2 separate regions of the Danio rerio genome follow, and region 2 is linked to region 1. Evidence: chromatin contacts called from public Hi-C data. All regions are on one chromosome and are shown on one strand. Each heading gives the region's core, a stretch centred on a gene start, on an enhancer-like site or on the middle of the called end of the contact. The rest is flanking DNA. Distances are from core to core; before and after follow the strand shown.

Region 1 (2,700 bases), core at 28-2,527:
ATGTAATTTTGATCAAACCATCCAAACAGCAAGAATAGCTCAAGCACTCTGCTGCACATGGATTTACAACAATTCAGTAACTCCTAAAAGGAATGAGTGTGTGTTAGACAGGCCATCTGTGTTGAGAATGCAGATAATGTAGTGAGGAAACCCAGACCTCTCTCTTCCGTGCGGAGCGTGATGGTTTACATCTGCACTGGACCGCCGCTCACTTCGAGATCCATGCTTTCCTTCCACCTCTGCTAACCAGCTCTGTGATCGAGAAAGACAAACCAACAGTGAAACAACTATTGTGTGCAACAAATCACAAACCCAAAGTCCACTTTTTTCCACATGGCCATGACATTTCAAATTATGGGCTGCTTTATGGTTTAGGAAACCAGGCAGTGTAACAGAAAAACAATTTGGATTTGTGACTTGCTTTTGTATCTGAAATTAGGATAAAGTTAGACTTGGTGTTTTAAAGTGACATTAGAATCACAAACAAATCTGTGGCCAAAGCTTTTTTTGTTTTTAGTGCGTTTTGTTCTTCTAGATTATTTTCTCTCTGTACTTAATAGAGTACAGTAATATTCAATATGTTTGCAAAACTGCAACAGGAAGTTATTCAGTATTAGTGTTGGGTAAAATTAACTTTAAAAGTAATCTTAAAGTTATCTTAAGCAGTCTTCAACTTATCTTTAATAAAAAAACAACTAAAAATAACATAAAATGTATTTTTCTCATTACTTTCCTTAAAAAGTACCAAGTAACACATTTTGTTACCTAAAGAAATAAACACTGACTTATTAGGGGAGGATGTAATATACTACTTTAAAGTAACTTTATCCAACACTGTTGTTCACATTATTCAGGGTCTGCTTAAAGTTCTAATTTGTTAAATCTATTAATTTCCTCATAATATTCAACCGATGTATAGTTTTTATAACACTTAAACTAACTGATTACATTTCAACAAAAGTTACTCACTCAAAGCATCATTGATTAAAGGAATAAGGTGGATAAAAACACACATTTTCTTGCTACAGACTCTGTATTATGACTCTTCCTCCACTAGGTGGCGCTGCAACACAGCGTCTTTCAGTTGTTTCATGTCATATTTATCCAGATGTACTTTTGCGGAGGCCGCGTTTCCTTTAGAGACCTCAACAATAAGTCATTCCTCTGGGAAGGTTACCTCATTTTTATGGATCTCGGAGCGGAGTTTCTCCATGTTGCATATGGTCTCTGATATCTTGGGCTGGAGACTTCCAGGATCTCCCATCTGGGGATTCTTCTCATAGACATCTTTCATTTTGTTGAGAGCATCTCTGGAATAAAGACAAATGGAATATTGAGATATTATTCTTCTCCCACTAATTTAAAAACGTTAAGTTATGTTGCTTTAGCATGCAAGGCAACATATACCTAAACAAATAAACACAATAATTAAAATAAGAACACTAAATACACTAAATAATAAACTAAATGATTTATTAAATATTTAAATAAATTGTTAATAATAATAATAAATCCTTACATTTATACAGCAATTTTATGGACACTTAAAACTCTTTACTCATTGGTGGGAATCTCCTCATCCATAATTCTCTGGCATCTGATTGGTTAAAACTCCTACTCCTAAAACTAATAATATTACTACTACTACTAGTAATAATAATAATAATAATAATAATAATAATAATAATAACAATAATAACAATAATAACAACAACAACAACAATAATAATATTATTAATAATATAATAATAATAATGGACAACAACGACAATGCCGAAAAAACAACAAACTATAAATAAATACTATTTTAATTTGTTAATATCTAAAATTAAGCAAGTAAATTTATAAAATAATTACTGAAAATGTTTAATTTATTTTTATTTTAAAAATATTACAATTACAATAAACAATGTAATTTTATCATCAAAATAATTTATAGTATTATAAAAAATTATAAAAGTATAATAAAAATGTATTGTTGTACAATTGAACAAGCAAATAATGCATAAATTAGTTAATATAAAATATTTTTAAAAGACATCTTGTATTAGATAATACCAAATTAAATAAATTAAAAAATGAATGCGTTTTCCTGTATTGATGGTTAGTAGCATACAGAATACAATTACAAAGATAGCAAATCTGAACAAAAACACTATGCTACATAATAAAATGTCTTCATTGTCTACCTTTGGTCCTGTTCCTTCTGCAGTTCTTTATTCAGCTCATCGATCCGCTGTTGTAGTTTTTTGCGTCTCTGTTCAGGGGGAAGGTGGCTGAGATCCTCTAGTGTTGGCGCCTGTACAAACACAGGTTATTGGTTGGAGGCAAAGATGCACTGACAAACATCCCGGCACAGTCTGAGCACACATTATATAAACAGTCACTCTTAAGAGAGATGTCTTTCCTACAGTTTAACGCTGAGCCCTTATGTTTGCATACATTCCAATTCTGGAATTCAGACGATAGTTTATAAACTTTAAGCCGCACTGTAAGAAAGACATCTTGAAGCTGAACGACAAGAGGAGTAAAGGGGTTTTATGGCTGAATACTACAACTAAACACAAAGTCTATTCTCAAACCTTATATCTAGAGTACAGCAGTCCAAAACACACTACACTTACCAGCTTTAAAGACCACTGAGAGGTTAAGGTTAGGTCACGCCAATTCAGCAAGAACAAAGACAACAAATCGCTCATC
Region 2 (2,700 bases), core at 73-2,572, 62 kb before region 1:
TTAGCCTACCGTAAAAAACGGCTGTTAAATTACAGAACCGAAAATAATGGATTTTAAATTACAGAAATTTAACGTAAAAAAAAAAAAAAAAATATATATATATATATATATATATATATATATATATATATATATATATATATATATATATATATATATATATATTTGTATTTAAATTATTTATTTTATTTATTATTAGTTTTTTTTTCAGAAACCTTAGCTGCTGAAAAAAAACTATAAAATGGACGTTAAATTACAGAAATTTTCCATAATTAATTTTTTTTTTTGCTGTAATTTTAGAGTAGGTTTTCTGTATTTTCTTGAGCTTATAATATTTAATATGAAACTGTACAGAAATATTGTGGAAAGTTAAATAAAATTCACAAAATTATACATTTTCAACAGTGCTATAACTCAAATAATCAGTCATAAATGCAAAACATTGTTTTAACCATTTATTCATGAAAAATGAGCCTGACTGCGACAAAATTCAACTAGAAAAGTAAAGTTCATACCCAAAATTTATTGTGGCTTGAGAAAGACTAATCTGAAGCAGTTTTTAAGTTTCAATAATTGAAGTAGTTTTTAAGAAGGTTGAAACATAGATATAGACATAGATTAAGAAGGTTGGCATAGATATCTTTGAATTATTATAGATATTATAATTGATAATTGTTGTAATAAAATAGACAAACACATTTTTACCAACTGTAATTAAGACGACGCTGCTCAAATTATAATTTAACTTCATTCTGTTAGTGTGCTGCTGTATAACAATTATTAAAATAAACAATAAATGTAAAAATATAATATTCATATTATTTTTTAGGGTGTTACAAATAACATAAAAAACACACATATAGTCTCACCTCACACTCTATGCGCTCTTGTTCAGTGTGGTGAAATGGTCTGGAAACATGAATTCTCCTCTGTCTTCTAAACGCACTGGTTCCCCAATGCTTCTTTTCACTCACTGACTCTTTTCTTCAGGGCTGGGTGTTTCGGTCCCTGGAAATGACACAACTCATAATGCTGTTAACAAATCGGTTAATCAAGAGAAAGCCACCATCAGCCCTCTCAACAAAAGCCCCTCCAGTTCCCCAAGTAGCCGCAATAACACTAAGTGCCGTTAGTATGTGACTAAGAGACAGAGTAGCCCTGTTATTCAAACCCCAGTGGGAGAAGCGAGTGAATTTAGCCGTCTGGGACCCTTCAGGCTCAGCCGGACTCTCCTCTCAGGGTCAGGACAGTCCCAGCTGGGGGACTGACTGTGCTTTTACATATGAGCCCCCTGCTGATGGTGAGCCCCCCGCTGGAGCTGAGACAGACACAGAGCTGTCACACAGCATCACCACTGCCTGGAAAACACTGCAGAAGTCCTCCACGGGAGATGCGCTGTCCCGTCTGCCCAGATTAATTTCAAATGTCATTAGTGATAAACAGCGCTCTCTCGTATCACTGAATTGCTCGAAATCAGATTGTCTCCCAGCATGCTCTACTTTACGGGCAATGTGCACTGGCAGCTTTGTTCTGTTTCGGTGTAAACTAAATATGTGACTCTTTTAAAACAGGAACGTGAGTTTACACAATGTTGCAGATTTTGGTAACACTGTTGGCTCGATTCCACCGAGCAGTTCAGCTCAGTTCATCTTTCTTCACAATGAAGATTGAGTCAAACAGCTGAAAATAGATGAAGAGTAAAAGCCTTAATGTCTCAAACTGTGGAGCATTCCAGCAAATCAGGAAGACAGGAGAGCGCCAGGATGCTGGTGTAGTTCTAGTAAATTGAAACTGCTGCTGTTCAGGTTAGTATGAATACAGTATGGTATGGCATACAGTGCTTTTGTTAAAGGTTACATTGATAAACTAATATTTAGATGATCTTTTATTAAATAATAGTATATCACTATAATTTCATTTATTAATTCATTTTCTTTTTAGCTTAGTCCCTTTATTAATCTGGGGTCGCCACAGCGGAATGAACCGCCAACTTATCATGCACATGTTTTACGCAGCGGAAGCTCTTCCAGCTGCAACCCATCACTGGGAAACACCCATACACTCTCATTCAGACTACGGACAAATTAGCTTACCCAATTCACCTATAGCGCATGTCTTTGGACTTGTGAGGGAACCAGAGCAATGCAAACTGACCCAGCCAAGGCTCGTACCAGCAACCTTCTTGCTGTGAGGCGACAGCGCTACCCAGTGCGCCACCATGCCGCCTATCACTATAATAACAATGACAAAATGAATAATAATCATAATAACATCATTCAAATTCATATGTACAATTACACTGTAAAAAGTGCTCCATCAGATCTCAGATTAGTGTACATTCAGCTACTAGTCATGGCAAGGAATGCTCATTTATATAGCACATTTCATACACAATGGTCATTTAAAGTGCCTTACATAAACAAGAATAAAAGAAACAAGTATAAGAACAAAAAAGACAGAACATAGAATAACATAGAATAAAAATGATTAAAAACAGATTAAAATGTGTTAAAACAGGTTTTAAATGAATGAAAAAGAATCACATAATATACGTCTGTGGGACGTAGCACAGTGCTCATTCAGTAAAGGCACAGTTAAACAGATGGGTTTTAAGTCATGTGATATTTTAAACTCTATTTAACAGATTTGATCAAAACCATTATTTAAGTCAAAACGTAAGAAACTCAGCACACACAGTGC

The links. Hi-C and Micro-C count contacts between places; a contact is called where the count stands out from the background.
Region 2: a contact with region 1 is called in a Hi-C map of embryo, with 2.8 times the contacts expected there. The contact joins two enhancer-like sites. A contact is called at or near these places in 2 of 18 Hi-C or Micro-C datasets (caudal fin and embryo).

What each region holds. Positions count from the first base shown.
Region 1 is chr8:16,834,413-16,837,112 of GRCz12tu, reverse strand. fnbp1l (formin binding protein 1-like) reads right to left here. Exons shown (of 14, transcript NM_001003634.1): 10 at 2,190-2,299; 11 at 1,178-1,310; 12 at 158-252. Among named protein-coding and RNA genes, the nearest start is that of fnbp1l, 84 kb to the right of the region's middle. Within about 2 kb of position 1,277, at least 8 of the 62 cell types and tissues checked have an H3K27ac peak or open chromatin away from gene starts, as enhancers often do.
Region 2 is chr8:16,896,188-16,898,887 of GRCz12tu, reverse strand. The region is part of intron 2 of bcar3 (BCAR3 adaptor protein, NSP family member); the gene reads left to right. Among named protein-coding and RNA genes, the nearest start is that of bcar3, 29 kb to the left of the region's middle. Within about 2 kb of position 1,322, at least 3 of the 62 cell types and tissues checked have an H3K27ac peak or open chromatin away from gene starts, as enhancers often do.